Linked DNA regions of Mus musculus: all the other regions are linked to region 1. The links are chromatin contacts, called in public ChIA-PET and promoter capture Hi-C maps. All regions are on one chromosome and are shown on one strand. Each heading gives the region's core, a stretch centred on a gene start, on an enhancer-like site or on the middle of the called end of the contact. The rest is flanking DNA. Distances are from core to core; before and after follow the strand shown. Region 1 holds the start of Ampd2 (adenosine monophosphate deaminase 2). Region 2 has its middle 24 kb from the start of Eps8l3. Region 3 holds the start of Gstm5 (glutathione S-transferase, mu 5). Region 4 holds the start of Sypl2 (synaptophysin-like 2).

What was found. ChIA-PET counts read pairs in DNA pulled down with a chosen protein or histone mark. Capture Hi-C pulls out chosen DNA fragments and counts their contacts.
Region 2: a contact with region 1 is called in an RNA polymerase II ChIA-PET map of memory CD8 T cells, with 17 read pairs. The contact joins the enhancer-like site here to the promoter of Ampd2 in region 1. A contact is called at or near these places in 1 of 39 promoter capture datasets (embryonic stem cells), 2 of 15 datasets of contacts at CTCF or cohesin (the NIH/3T3 cell line and embryonic stem cells), 1 of 484 Hi-C or Micro-C datasets (B cells), 12 of 115 datasets of contacts at active chromatin or transcription factors (the 230-238 cell line, SST interneurons, embryonic forebrain and 8 more) and 2 of 9 other capture datasets (adipose tissue and liver).
Region 3: a promoter capture Hi-C map of adipose tissue shows a contact between it and region 1. The contact joins the promoter of Gstm5 here to the promoter of Ampd2 in region 1. A contact is called at or near these places in 15 of 39 promoter capture datasets (3T3-L1-derived adipocytes, the C10 cell line, the HPC-7 cell line and 11 more), 10 of 115 datasets of contacts at active chromatin or transcription factors (VIP interneurons, bone marrow-derived macrophages, embryonic forebrain and 6 more) and 4 of 9 other capture datasets (adipose tissue, liver, macrophages and 1 more).
Region 4: a contact with region 1 is called in a promoter capture Hi-C map of liver. The contact joins the promoter of Sypl2 here to the promoter of Ampd2 in region 1. A contact is called at or near these places in 5 of 39 promoter capture datasets (embryonic stem cells, erythroid cells, hematopoietic stem and progenitor cells and 2 more), 1 of 15 datasets of contacts at CTCF or cohesin (the NIH/3T3 cell line), 5 of 484 Hi-C or Micro-C datasets (embryonic stem cells, muscle stem cells and olfactory sensory neurons), 3 of 115 datasets of contacts at active chromatin or transcription factors (embryonic stem cells, extraembryonic endoderm stem cells and microglia) and 3 of 9 other capture datasets (adipose tissue, liver and pancreatic islet).

Annotation. Positions count from the first base shown.
Region 1 is chr3:108,084,937-108,088,625 of GRCm38.p6, reverse strand. Ampd2 (adenosine monophosphate deaminase 2) reads left to right here and starts at 1,960. Exons shown (of 18, transcript NM_028779.5): 1 at 1,960-2,408. The coding sequence starts at 2,399. Gm12500 (predicted gene 12500) reads right to left here and starts at 2,650. Exons shown (of 1, transcript NM_001358018.1): 1 at 615-2,650. The coding sequence starts at 2,400. The coding sequence ends at 1,783. It also overlaps a transcript of Gnat2 not described here.
Region 2 is chr3:107,851,502-107,855,190 of GRCm38.p6, reverse strand. No RefSeq gene overlaps it. Among named protein-coding and RNA genes, the nearest start is that of Eps8l3, 24 kb to the left of the region's middle. Within about 2 kb of position 1,785, at least 68 of the 459 cell types and tissues checked have an H3K27ac peak or open chromatin away from gene starts, as enhancers often do. A contact at or near this core is called in memory CD8 T cells, where this site is marked.
Region 3 is chr3:107,894,117-107,897,805 of GRCm38.p6, reverse strand. It overlaps Gstm5 (glutathione S-transferase, mu 5), which reads right to left and starts at 1,952. Exons shown (of 8, transcript NM_010360.2): 1 at 1,808-1,952; 2 at 1,433-1,508; 3 at 1,116-1,180; 4 at 437-518; 5 at 244-344. The coding sequence starts at 1,852. 4933431E20Rik (RIKEN cDNA 4933431E20 gene) reads left to right here and starts at 1,593. Exons shown (of 3, transcript NR_015459.1): 1 at 1,593-2,163; 2 at 3,578-3,689.
Region 4 is chr3:108,224,566-108,228,254 of GRCm38.p6, reverse strand. It overlaps Sypl2 (synaptophysin-like 2), which reads left to right and starts at 1,656. Exons shown (of 6, transcript NM_008596.1): 1 at 1,656-1,891; 2 at 2,058-2,132. The coding sequence starts at 1,838.

The DNA of each region.
Region 1 (3,689 bases), core at 711-3,210:
AGTCTGAGGGAGACTGCAGGTGATTGGAGAGCTCTGCTGGATTCTTGTTGATTTCTACGGTAACTTTCTGCCTGTTTCTCCTCTGTGTACTTCATATACATCACATGATTAGGACCATCCTGTCTGTGTAGTTCTTCGACTCCATTCTTGCATCTAACTTTATGTTGTAAAGATTTTCATACAATTAAAGAAATTCTCCAAGAACGGTGTTAATGGTTATATTTCATTGTGTTCATTTAACATTCCCCTGTTGCTAGGCCTTTATGTTTCCAAATTTTCTGTGGTAAACACTGCAATATTGAACAACTTTGTGGATATTTTTCTGACAACCCTCTAATTAAGAACAGATTTGTGATTCGTACACCCTGAGAAAATCCCTATGAGGTTTTCTGGGCCCTCCTACCTTCCTGAGCTAATTCAGAAAGATAGAACTTTTTTTTTTTCTTTCTCTTTCTTCCAACGTGTGTTTCCCTTCCCTTCTCTTCTTCCAGGAAGCTGAGAGTTACAACTTGTACACCCTGGGGCTTTTCCTTTAAACTCTAATAAAATTATTTTTGAGTTAAAAAAAAAAAAAGACTTGTTAGAAGTGGATTACTGAGTCAAAACAGTGCAACTTATAGCGATACTTGATTTTATTTTGCCAAACGGTTCTTAGATTATATTAGTATTTACAGCCACATAATGCGTGCCCCAGCTCAGTACACCATCACCTGTATCCGATGCTTTTAGTGGTTCCTGTTTTGATATTTAAACGTAACGGTGTAAGAATAAGGTTCTCCTTGTTCTATTTTAGTCTGATTCTCTGTGAGCTGGATTCCCATAACCCACTGGTCTCCCAAGTTTATGGAGGCCACCTGTAGGGTTTTTTAAAAATTTGTATTTTCATCGTTTTTCTGCAATTCTGGGGTTTGCTTTCGCATGTAAGGCAGAGGGATACTGCCCCTGAGCTGACACCCCCAGCCTAAGGCAATAGTTTTTAAAGTTTGTTTTAGTATAGCGGATAGGAGACTCCCTAGAGGCCACATCAGATGCAGATAGAGATGGGGGATCAGGACTCAGAGTTCCAGTTGGGGAGAGGAGGGACTGAAAGCAGCTGGAGAGACTTCAGAGCAGCTGGGTGAGGGGGCAAAGACTCCCCCAGGGGAGAGGCGAGGGAAGGGACCAACTGCTGCTGATAAAGGGGAGGACTTTCCTTTTCAGGGTTCCTGTAGGTACAGGCTGCCCCTGGGAGGCAGGAATCCTTGTTTGAGAGGGTGTCTGTGGCCCTATTCAAACAGCCCAATTTCTCATAACCCACAAGGAGAAATCAGTGAGCTGGCCATAGTGATCCCAGGCCAAAGAAATCTTCCAGGAACACTGATTGGGAAGTAACTTACAGGCCAGGCACAAGTCTAAGCACTTATAATTATCTCCTTTATCTTCATCAGAGCGGGTGTAAGAGCCAAAGTTAACCAGTAAAACCCAGAGAGAAGTTCACCATCAGTCAGAAAGTAGGTGGAGATGTCTGAATTTGAACCTAGGCATTCTGGCTAGTCTAACGTCAACATAGAAATTAATGTGGGATGGTGAACCGGCTTTGAAGGGCACATCCTGCCTACCAATGACTGATAGAAGGAAATAGATTCAGGTGGGAATGCGGAGAATTCAAGGGCAGGGCTTCTGCTTGAAATGGATTCTGGGACCCTAATAATAGCTACCTGACTTTGTGCCAGACATTGTGCAAAGGGGATTTACCTTCAGTCCTCAGTAACTCCTTTCTTTGGATGGGGTGTTTCCATTGCCTCATCCCATCTTACTGATGAGGAAACTGACGCACAGAAATCGCCCAAGACCAAAGGGCCAAGCCAAGGCCAACCCTGGTCCGGAGGCTGCCCACGTGGCGTAAGGGAACTGGGAAAATGGTTGGGGCGTGGCCAGGAGGCCAAGAGGCGTGGCCGAACGGGGCGTGGCCGCGGACTTGGCGGGGCCTGGGGTACGCGAGATTGGCGCGCAGCCCGGAAGGTTTCGGCGGGGTCGCACCTGTTGCGTGACTCCCCCGTAGCCCGGCCACAGGAGCCGGATCCCTAATTGATTCCCAGAAAGTGGTGAAAGAACCCTAGGCGAATTCCGGGTCCGGTTTTCTGGGGAGCACGTGGCCTGTTTCCTCTTGAGTGCAGGCTTGGGGTCGCGACTCCGGGGTCTCCTGAGGTCAGTCTGGCCGCTGAAGTCGGCGGGAGTCCGCCCCCCGGCCAGCTGGCCATTTTGAAAACCTTGCCTTCCTTCCCGCTTCTCAGTGCGGGTGCAGGGGCCAGTGGCGCGACTTCGCCCCGGTGGGGGCCCTCTCCCCTCTTCAGCCCGGCTCCCTCGCTGTGCAGACTTTCGTAGGCTGCCTTCCTGGTCCACGCGGGACTTGGGCAGCATGGCCTCAGGTAAGTGTGTGGCGCGTGTGTGGTTGATAAAGGGACTCCAAGGCAGAGGTGCCTGGGTCGGGTGATAAGTGGGTGGGGGGTCTTGGCAATGCCTGCAAGACCTAGGGGACGTGAACGGCTCCTAGAAGGGTCCAAGGAAGCAGATCTTGAGTGTACAGGCAGAGCGACAGGTCAGAGTAGGCTGGGGTCTTTCCCATCGACCTCAGACAAGACCCAGCCTCCTACTCTTCCTGTCTTCCTAGGAGACAGCTTCTGCCGGTCAGTGGAATTTTCCCAAGACAGGCCCCTCCCTCCTGGGCTCGAATTCTCAGTTCTGCCTCCTCCCGGAGCTGGGCTGTCCCTAGAGCAGGGGTCAGATGGAGAAGAAAAGAGGGGGGCTCTGCCCCAGAGGCTCTGGGTTTTCATGAGTACCGTTGTTCCTTCCCTGGAGGAAATGGGTTTTGAGGTTGGAGCTCAGGCGGTATTCTTGCCTATTATTTTTCTCTCTGGCTGGCTGGACCAGCCTAGCCTGGACTTTGGCTTCTTTGCCTTGGAGCCTTGGCAAGGGATGAGGGTTCCCGAGGTGGGGTGAGGGTAGTAAAGAGCTTAGAGCTGGTGCTGCTCCATCTGTTTTCTCTGCATCCCGACCCCGGCCCTAGCCACCATCAGACAGGGCACTCTAAAGACTGGAGTGGGAAGAGAGGGATAAGGGGCAGGATGGAGGCCCCACTCCCCGAGGTTGCCTAGACAACATCAGAAATCGTGGCCAGAGCCTCTTCCGCCTGCGGGGCGCTGCTTCCTGCATCAGTCACTCCCGCTGGGGGCGGGGCGGAGGAAGGGGTTGGATGTGGGAGAGCTTGGCCCCAGCCGGTGAGGTTCCTCCGCTGTCGCCTTGGCCCCAGCCATGGCATCCTATCCTGGCCCAGGCAAGTCCAAGGCCAAATATCCCTTTAAGAAGCGGGCCGGCCTGCAAGCTTCCGCTGCCGCTCCAGGTGAGAGTTCTTGGTTTCAGGCATGGGTTCCCCTCCTCTTGTCCAGGCCACTGAGTGCCTCCGATAAGGTCCCCTTCTGCAGCACCCTCTCTGCAATGATGCCTCTCGACCTCGGTTCCCCGGTTCCCCGGCTGACTGGCTGACTTGATGGCGCAGGGAGGGAGGTGGGAGGGGGTGCCTGAGGTTTCCATGTCAGGGGTGCTGCCCTCCGTAACAAGGAGTGGGTGTGGATGTGGGTGCCCACGAGATGTATATGCACACGTGTCAGCTTGTGCAGATGCTAAGACTGCGTGTGAAGTGTATGTGAATG
Region 2 (3,689 bases), core at 536-3,035, 230 kb after region 1:
ACTGAGTCTTCTCACCACACTCCTCACTTAAATAGCTCATGAGCCCAGCTGTTAGGACGATGTGCAGCCTAGGCTCGGGGAGAGTGCCTTGTCACGTGACTGCACCTAGTCCCATAACTGCTCAGTACAGACCCGGGAGCTGGTCATCTGCGGTGTCTGTTGCACCCATCTCTCTCAGATACTCATTGTTCCTGAGGGAATTCGGGCTTCCCATGCCCCGGGGACCCCTGGAAAACTGTGAACAGTGCACCGCTGTGGATGCAGAGTGTGGAACGGTCTTCGGGGTGGTGGGTGGAGGCTGGGTGGGACAGAGAGCTCTGCGCAGTGTGCTTGTTGTTGGTTGGCTTTGGCCCTACCCAGGGCTCTTCACTGAGGGAGTTATGCTCTGATTGCAGTCTCTGAATACACTGGGAAGCTAACGTCCACATGTCACCCCATCTTGAACCATGCTTACACAAGGCCCTGCCTTCACATCTCCAAGCCCCACCAGTACCTGGATGGTCCATCAACCTCCGGGCTTCATCCAGGGATCCCTCCTTGTACTTTAGCAGCTTCTGAGGCCACTTCCCTGACCACCATCTTTTGGGCCATCCATTTAAGACAGCAGCTTCTATCCTGGCTTCTTCTTGATTATCCTATTCCCAACTGCTTTGTCCAGGAGTCCAGAAATGCACTTCATGCTTCTAGAAGCATTCAGTGCTTCTAGAGCATAAAGACAAAAAGTAGCTCTCAAGTGCTGGGCTTCCCCCTTGCCTTCTCCCTGATATCCAGGTATTGGGGAGAAAATCACAACAGGATGTCCCACTGGAGCCCGTCTCTTCTCTGTTCTGAGTCTGGGCTGCTTTGCTGGCCCACGGGCAGGTGGACGGACATTGAGGCTGACCATCAAGAGATCTGGGAGTGGAAGATATGGCATCGCTGTAGGGATGATCGTGTTGTAGGGTGTAGAAAGGAGATGGAGCCCCACCTCAGCATGAGGGATAAAAAGGGACCAAAGCTCTAATGTGGTCTGCAGGGATAAAGCAGGAGCCCCAGCAAGCGCAGCACTGGAGGAATAGCCACAGATGGTCCTGGACCGTCTTGAGCAATAGCCCTGGGAGTAGCTGAGAAAATAGCCTCTGTCGTTGTCCTTGGCCGCCTCTGCAAGGTCCCCATGGCTATGTTATACACGGGTTGGTACAGGGCCCACTTCCTCTTCTGACCACGTGTGACTCCCTCAGTAAGGTCTTCATTCCAGTTCTTAAGCAGAGGTACCAAAGCTGGGCTCTCCACACAGACCTAGGGATTGTTGAACAGTCAAAGAGAGAAACAGCTTTGAGAAGACGGTGCGTTCTTCCAAGTACATGGATGCCTCTTGACTTACAACGGGTCTGGTTTCCAGTAAGTTTATCGTACATTGAGAGTGTCATTGAAGATGCAGTTCATATACCCAGCCTCCCCAAAACCATGGCTTAGCAACTCAGTACACTGTAGGGTCTCATTGTTGCTTGCCACCATCACATGGTTCACTAGGAGCTGTGGCTGCCTGTCACTTCCCAGCCTCACCAGAGAGGGCCAGATTACATATCCATAGTCACGGGAAAAGACCCACATTCAAAGTGTGTTTTCTGTTGTATTGTGTGCATTGCTTTCATAGCACTAAGCTAGACAGCCACTGTAAGTTTGGAACCGTCTGTAGTCGATTGGATAGTTTATAATTAAATTACGAGTCAAAAATATCCACTTCTGAGATGCCTGTTTCTTCTCACGGTTGCCAAGACAACTGGTCCTGTTTAGAGCATACTGTGTACCAGGTACTTCAAAAGTCTCTGTCACTCTTTAATGTTCAGGATGTGGGTGCTTTTTGGTCACCATTTTAAAGGTGACAAAACCGAAACAAAGAAAGCACCTTTCCCAAAGTCAGGCACAGAACCAGCAAAGCTGGAAAAGGAACCGCCAGCCACATCTCCCTACCCCAAAGGCCTTCAGCAACAGAGTCTGCACTTTTGCAGCATCCAGAGTACACACATGCAGAGCCCAGGACCCAGGCTTCCAAGGAGGAGTTCTCCAGGCCTCCATCAGGTACCCTTCTCATATCCCATAGCAGTGTGGACACCAGGGCAGCAAAGGGGCGGGGCAACCACAGCCCACGAACCCTAGGGGCTCGTGAGTTTCCACTGCCCACCAGCAGGTTTCACAAGCCTTCTGACGTTGACAGGGTGTCCTAAATGGGGAGAGCAGGAAGCTCAGAGCCCTGTGGTCTGCCGGCATTGCTCAGAGTTTCCTGGGCTGAGTCTTTCCGTGGGGCCTCCACGGGGCTCTGCCAGTACCCCCATCCTGAGGCTTTGTGGGTCTCATCTGGCTCTGAGAGATATATTCCCCTGTCTCCAAGTCAGAGGGCTCTGCATCTGGGTGCTAATCCTCAGAGGCCCCTGAATCTGCCAGTGGTCGTAAGGTGGCTGATAGTTTATAGGGACCAGTTCTACCAGGTGGAGCGGGGACTTTCAGTCAATAGACCTGAGTCCTTCAGATTCAATGCTACTGGCATTGTAGTCACAGGCAGGGGTCTTATCGCCCAAACTCCTGCCTTCATCCACTTTCCAAGAGGTGCAGAACACTCAGCAACAGAAAAGTGCCTCAAGGACTGGTAGGTCTGGCAGAACCCTGGCCTGCCCCACAACCTGCCTGTCTTCCTTCTGAAAACTTCTCAGAGGCTGGGTTTCTAGGTCTCTGCAGAAGAGAGGAAAGACATGCTAGGGGAAGATAGTACCAGAGGCAAGCCGGGGGTGGGGGTGGGGGGGGAGAGGATAACGGGATCAATCTGGATCTGCACTGGGCTCTCATATTAATTCATTTCTAGGAGGGAGGGATCCTTACCCTATTTTATAGATGAGGTCCAGAGCACTAAACACATTGCTCAGTGTTACAGAGCTGGAAAATGGGAACATAGGCAATCTGGAATGAGGATAAATGGAGACAGGGGTGGTGACACTGGAAAGGATGGGAGAGTTACCAAAGGCTGGACACATCCATCCTGCTTACTGCTGCAGGGCAGTGTCCGGCGCAGGGCTTGGAATACAACGGAGACTCTACACACACGCTTCTGAGGTGTTGACCCATTGCTGATCTGGAGACACACTACACTTAGAAAGGGATGCTCGAGTTGTGGGACTGGAGGTCAGAGTGGGACCCCACACTGCTGTCCTCAGGCAGCCAGGCTCTTTTCCCAGTGAGACTGCCGACTCCACACAGACAAGACCCAGCGGAAAGTCAGGGCTGTGCTATTTGTTCATTTTTGTGTTTTTGGTTATGTGTGTGGTGTGTATGGTGTATTGTGTGTGTTCATGTGAAAGGGGTTGCACACACACATGTACACACCTGTGGGTGGAGGCCAGATGTCTATGCCTGTCTTCCTCTACACTCTCAGTCTCTCACTGGACCAGATGGTCACTGACTTGGCGGGACCAGCTGACCAGCGAGCTCTAGGGCTTCTCCTGTCTCTAAACGCCTCAGTTCTGGGACTACAGGCAGATGCCTTTGCGTTTGTTACCTGGATGTTGGGAACTCAAACTCTGATCCTCACGCTTGTACAGAAAGCATTTTATGGGGGCTGGAGAGGTGGCTCAGCAGTTAAGAGCACTGACTGCTCTTCCAGAGGTCCTGGATTCAATTCCCAGCCACCTCATGGTGGCTCACAACCATCTCTAATG
Region 3 (3,689 bases), core at 703-3,202, 190 kb after region 1:
GACACACTCTAGGCAGCTTCTTTCTGCCTTTAATTGGAGAAGGCAGGATGGAGAGCTGGGGCTTTGGAAAGGAGGAGGAGCTAACACCAGACTTACAGGACAAACCACACCAAAAAATAGAGTCTGTTTCTAATCCTTCCAGTTTGGGTTGATAGAAAGATGGCAACCATAGAAGCGAGCAGAATAATCCTTAGCACTTTGGCCTGAAACCCAACAAAGGTGATTCCAGATGAGGAAACTTACGTGGTTAGAATTGTAGCAGAGGCGAACCAGCTGCATGCGGAAGTCCATGATCTGGTTCTCCATGATGTCTACTCGTATCTTTTCTTCTTCAGTGTCACCACCTGCAGCCAGATGGCAACAAATCACCCTCAGGATTGCCAACCTCCAGGTGAGCCAACTGCCTCCTCCCTCCTATCCCCTTCAGCCCACTCACACATGTTGTGCTTGCGTGCGATGTATCTCAGGATGGCGTTACTCTGGGTGATCTTGTTCTTCCCGTCCATGAGGTAGGGCAGCTAGAAGGGGAAAGTTAATGTGAACCTAGTCCTCCAGGACCGCCACTCCTCTGGAAAAGAGAAGACTTGCAAGGTGTGTGAGAGTAGAAGCCAGGAGAAATAACTAAATAAATAGAAAGTAGCACTGGGTCCTCACCTGACTCTAGACAAGGGTGCTTAATCCTGTGTGTCACTGTGAATGTATGTGTGGCATATAGACGTTTAAAAAGCAAAATGTAAATATTTTATACCTTAAAGTATGTAAAAGTAGGGTGATTATGGATACATTTAAAAAAAAAATAGGTGTTTTAACAACCAGGACACATGAGGATACATTTAGGATACCATGAAAATACCTGGAATCTATCAGTGATAAAGTCACAGACCTGGCTATCAACTCATGTCTCTTATAGCCTGCCTTTAAGAGGAGAATATTAGTGTTTCTCAGACGTTAGTAGGAAATAAAATGTTATTCTCAGTTCTGTTCAATGACCCTTGAATTCTATCCATTCTATAAACGTGAAGAGTCTCTATCTAGATGCTCCCAAGCCAGAGATGAAGTGAAAACAGATACACTTGAAGGCCTTCCCTTCTGCCCACTCCTCCAAAACCACCTACGTTAGGAAAGTCCAGATCTAGCTTGAATTTCACGTCCAGCCATTGGCTTCTATCATAGTCAGGAGCTGTAAGAGAGAAGTGGGACCCAAGCCCGTTACCGACCTAGCTGAGACTTAGACCTGTTATCTCAAGTTCCCAATCCCCAAAAACTAACCCTTGAGTTTCTGCAAAGATGGGCCTGAACAGCAAGAGATAACTCTATGGGCCTCTCTTGGCAAAGTTCCCAGCTTACAGGAGCAGGGGGTCCCACACCATCTTGGTGTGGTACAACCCTCTGGGTAAAAAACAACTGTAGCGCACCCACAGACATTCATTACCTTCCCCACAGATGTACCGTTTCTCCTCATAGCTGGTATCAGTAAACTCCAGAAGCATGCGGATAGCATGAGCCAGCTAAAAGCAGGGGATGGAGAAAGACCCCGGTCAGCGCGCCTGCGCAGTGCCCACTTGCTCGCAGGCCCCCTCCGTCAATGTCCCCAACCCAACGCTGCCAAGCTCCTGCGTCCTGTCCAGGGAAATTGTCCTTAGGCAGCCCCTTCGCTCACGCCCGGGAACTTCCAGTACCTTATTCCTCTACCCACAGTCCTGGGGACCCCATAGGTAGGCTGGAGATCGGCCCACCGGCCCCTGACCCCCGCCCGGCCGCCTGCACCTCTCTGTCCCAGAGGCTGGGCTGGCGAGGGACCACTCACCCCGCGGATATCCCAGTAACCCAGAACCATAGACTTGGATGACATTTTGGGCGATCTTAGCCCCTTCGGGGATACAGCGATGGACTGTGGGCGGCTAACTTTATACTGGACGCTGTGGGCCGGGCTGACGCGACCGAACTGTCTCCTCCTCTCTCGCTCTATGCTCCACCCGCCCTCCGCGTGGTCAGTGGGCGGTGCGCAGGCGCAGCTGCTGCGGCTCCTGAAATCCTCCGGTGTGAACTTCTCCCAGGGCTGTTGATGCTTCATCTACTCTTCTGGCAGTGGGGGCCTGGACCTTAGTTACCCGGGAAGCGTGAGTCATGTTGCACAGTTGAGCTGGCACATAAAACTACGAGGTAGGAAACGATTCAGGTATAAGGTACTTTGGGGATAGAAACATTTTCTATGTAAGATACAAATGGCTCTGTGAAGACTGAGGGAGGCTGGGGACACTAAACAGGTCCACTGTGAAAAAGGATAGGTCATGCACATTGGAAATGCCTCAAAGGACACTCCAGGAAAGAGGAGGGTAGAGCAAACACCGAAAGGTGACAAATAGCTATGCAAGATAAACAGCAGGTGCTGTCGAGTTAGGCTGGTTTATGGGAGGAGTCAAAACATTAAGCATTTGGGGCAGGTTGCAAAGGGTATGGACAGCCAGACAGACAGAGGGTGTGAGTGTTTTCTCTCTGCTCTGTGGGGAGTGTATAGGATCTAGATCATAATGTTCACTAGCAGTATAATGCAAGACAGACATATGATTGTTTTTAAATGGTTTGCTTCTAGTTTTTTTTTTTTTAAGGAGGCAATGAATCCATAGTATACTTACGTAGCCCAATATATACTGTTTCAGAATGTAGTATGAAAATTATTGAGATGTCTTCTATTTTTTTGTTTTAGTACCTTACATTTAAAACACAACTCCACTAAGGGTAACCTCATCTTTTAAAAAAGATTTATTTATTCATTTTATATATGTGAGTATACTGTCGCTCTCTCTCTTCAGTCACACCAGAAGAGGGCATTGGATCCCACTATAGACTGTTGTGAGCCACCTTGTGGTTGCTGGGAATTGAACTCAGGACCTCTGGAAGAGCAGTTGGTGCTCTTAACTGCTGAGTCATCTCTCCAGCCCCAGGTAACCTCATTCTGATGCTCAGGATCCACAAGTTAGTCGGAAAATGATAAGCATATTGTGGAGTAAAACAGCACAAAAGGGGAAAGGCCCCTTGCGGGTGGGACCATCCCTGGGCTGGGTGTCTTGGGTTCTATAAGAGGGCAGGCTGAGCAAGCCAGGGGAAGCAAGCCAGTAAGGAACAGCCCTTCATGGCCTCTTCATCAGCTCCTGCTTCCTGACCTGCTTGAGTTCCAGTCCTGACTTCTTTCAGTGATGAACAGCAATGTGGAAATGTAAGCTGAATAAACCCTTTCCTCCCCAACTGCTTCTTGGTCATGATGTTTGTGCAGGAATAGAAATCCTGACTAAGACACCAGGCCTCCCGGAGCCCCAAGTCTGGGTGTGGGAAATTATGTCTCCCCGTTAGTTTAACTGACTCAAACTTCAGACTTTGTAAAAGGACATTTTTCTAAAATAAAGAAGAAATGGTACAGAGACATGTGACTGTATAATGCCTGGGTTGATTCCTCCCAAGAAAACAAAAGCCAGCAACAAATTAACTTGAGCCACGAGTCTAAAACTTCTAGAGTAGTCTAAGTATTCTACTTGTTTCATGATATATCCCAATTCAGGCTAAATAACTTTGTGATTAGGTGTTCTGCCCAGTTTATAGAACAAGGAATTGAAGCTTGGAGAAGATTGATGGACCACTCAAGTTCCCTGGATGGTCCAGGATGCAGACTGAGGATGGCCTAAAACATTAGT
Region 4 (3,689 bases), core at 407-2,906, 140 kb before region 1:
TACAGAAGACAGATGAGCAATGAACTTGAGGCAAACAAGGCTGGTCAGTAGATGTTGGTAATATGTATTATTTATTGTTATCTTATTATTATTAATATTATTTGGTTTTTCAAGATAGGATTTCTCTGTGTCTGTCTGTCCTGATCTGGAACTCACCAGGCTGGCCTCAAACTCAGAGATCAGCCTATCTCTGCCTCCCAAGTGCTGGAATTAAAGGTGTGTCCCACCACCGACTAGCAGTAATATATATTATTTCATATCTGTGTGGCTTGGGTGTATACACCTCAGTACAGAAATGACTGTAGAACAGGAATCTAAGACAGCAGAATAACTTTTAAAAGATGTATTGATCCTTACTTTATGTATGTGAGTGTTTGCCTGAGGCGTGTATGTGCATCTGATGTGTAAGCCTGGTGTCCAGGGGCCAAATGGGGCCATGAATAGCCTAGAAGTGGAATTGCAGATGTGTGTGAGGTGCCATGTGAGTTCCAGGAGCCAAACCATGGTTTTCTGAGAAAGCAATGTTCCTAACTGCTGAACCATTTCTCCTGTCCCCATGATTTATTACGGGCATATCTGTGGACTCAGCAATTCCTTATTTAGCCCAAATTTGCATGTAATTCCATGGCAGAAGTTTCCTTCAACTCCAGCCTTAGCTGGTTGCCTCCCCACACACTCATGGCCAGGTTTGGGAAGACATTTATCCAATGGCTGGATTGTATAAATAACAGCAGAACATTTAATCAAAAAGCATTGGTTTTGAAATGCTGGAAGCATAGTGGCAGATCATCAAAGAAATGACTTTGATGGACGAGAGTTAAGAGCAAAGAAGGAAGGCTGGTTTCCTCCTGGGCCCGCCCATTGGCTCATTCAGCTTCTTTGGGTAAATGAAGTCATCTTTAACTACCTAGATTTCCACTCCTTGTAAACCTAATGTGTAATACTAGCAACTGCTCACTTCCGGCTACCGCAGAACACTTTTCGAAAATTAGGCCCATTCAAAGTCAATCAAACTGCAACTCTGCCTAGTTTTCAATACAAACGCTAATCTCCACTCCCACGGCTCCTCCGAGACTTCATTCTCATTTAAATAGTGTTGGCGGTTAAAAGGAGATCGAATTCTTACTTTTTAAAGTTTGATAACTTTAAAACTCATTAACATCCAAACGCTGTTTGTTGTTAAAAAGTAAGACCGTGTCTGATGCGAAGTAAAAGTTCAGTTCTTTGTTCTGGCTGGTGGAGCGCCGTTGTTACAGCAGCAGAAGCACTAAGAATGCCTTAGGTAAATCTTGTGTGCTCTAGTCACTACGGTATTTGTAGAAGAAAACCCTTCCACAGAACCCAGGAAAATCGGGAAAGCTGCACTAGAGCCCACGCATCCCGTGTAGGTTCCTGACCTTGGCCGTGGCGTTGAAGCAGCTGGGCTGTTCTAGTGGGGACCCATCCTGGAAGCTTCTGGCAAAAACCCCGGAGCCTTCTGGCAGCCCGACGGCTAGCAGGCTCCACAGGTCCCTTTAAGGCGCCCTACGCGCGGAAAAAGGGGAGAGCAAGGGGCGGGAGCAGGGTTCGCGATCGCACGCCACGTGACTCGGCTGCCAAGTCCGCCAGATTGTTTGACAGAAGTTTGAATCGGACTCGGGGGTTTTCTGCAGCCGGCGGGGCAGCGCGGCGGACAGAGCCTCCGAGAGCGCGAGCAGCAGCGCCCCCACGACCCAGCCCGCCAGCCTGGAGCCCGGCCTGCCCACGGCCTCGAGCCCGCCGCCCCCAGCGCCCCCGCGCCCCACGCAGCCTCCCGGCCAGGGAGTCGAACCCTTGCACTGCGCCCCGACGCGCCAGCATGTCCTCGACGGAGAGCCCCGGCCGCACCTCGGACAAGTCTCCGCGCCAGCAGGTAAGCCCCGAGTACCCGGCCTGTGGACTCTCGCTAGTCCCTGTCTACCTAGATGTCCCGAATGTGTCTGATTCCGTCTCTCCCGCCCCCGCAATGTGAATAGAAAGCCCCACGCTTTCCCTCCGGGCCGGCCCGCCTTGACCGTCTGCTGGCTTTGTCTCCGCAGGTGGACCGCCTGCTCCTGGGGCTGCGCTGGCAGCGCCTGGAGGAGCCGCTGGGCTTCATCAAAGTTCTCCAGTGGGTGAGTCGGCCCTAACCCCGGGCTATTTCGGGAGCCTGGATTGTGACGCGGACCCGAAGCAATGTGGCCCCGGAGGAGGCTGGGGAGATGCAGCGGGCCCAGCCACCGCGGAAGGGTGGGGGGTGGCGACAGGTGGGCGGGGGAGGGGAGAACCAGGGTTGCTGCTCCAGCGCTCGGTGGAAGGAGGGAGAGGAGCCCGGCATGCGGAGTCCCGGATTCGGACCTTCTATGTGCAAGGCGCCTTTGCCCAGGGCGCTCACATTTCACTCGGACGAGAAGACCCGGGTGTAACCTTTCCAGAACTCTGATCCTGCACATACCACTCTTCAGTGGCGGGAGGGGTGAGGAGGACAAGGAGGGTAAGGTCCACTTTGCAGTGAGAACAACGCTACTACTAAAGGCACCAGGAAAGGAAATGGGTTACAGAAACCATCCTGCCTGGAACCTTCTAGGACCTGGATGATCCCTGGGGTGGACTCAGGAGACAGACTACCAGCTGAAGTCACTGGAGCAATTTGGGAAACTGTAACCGAGTAAAGAAATGGATGGATGAATGAACAGTTTCCCAATCCAATGATTACATAAAAAAACCAATTAAGACAGAAGAAAATGTGACAGCTGGCATAACAGAACATTGAGCCGGGAAGGAGGGATGGTAGGTTGCAGGCCTAGAGCTACCTGTCTCAGCTCTATGACCTTGGACAAGTCACTTCTCTGGACACTAGTTTCCAACATTAGTCAAACATGGATCAAATGCCTGTCAGCATTCTAGAGTATAGCTCAATATTAGATTTACCCTGTGACCTTGAAACATTCACCGGCCCATGGCCTCAGTTTCCCCTTCTCTGGTCTAGTGGGAATACTGGCTTGTTTCACTGGTCCTTGAGATGCAGCCAGCATTTCAAATCATAAAGATTTGGGGAACATTTTGTGCATTCTTGCAGAAAAGATTTTGTTAGACAAGCCATATACCAGATTCTATATGAAGTTATTACTGTACCCTCAAGCACTGGATTCAGCTAGGGACCAATTTACCCTTAATATCCAAGAGAACCAAGTTCTAAAGATCTTTGAATTCACAGGAGATAGGACTTAGCACGATGTCACTAAATCCTAAGTAATTGTGGTTTGGATGGAAATCATCAAATCTGGAGGGCATTTGGGATTGTCTCTGGGTATCTGAGATCCTAATGGGCTGCAGGCCAGCCTGGGAGTCCTGAGAGTAAATAAACTCTGAGACTTTCTCTGCTGCCTCAAGAGTGGGGCCAATGTTGCCTGAACTCTTTCACCTCCTGACCTTCCCTGTTCTGACTTGAGTACCAGAGGGGACCGAGTAGGAAAGGTAAGGTTTCAAAGGAACTGGGGTTCAGAAGCAGGGAGGCGCTGAGAGATCCTGAGGAACAAGACATACGTGCTATATAAACCAGACAAGTAGATCTAATGGAAAGTGACAGGTTGTCAGGAGGTGGAAACAGCAGGAAAGACCATGGACTTATCCCCCCTGGGAAGATTCTAGAAAGCTTCCTTCTGTAATCCTGCCACTGTCCTCACTCTACT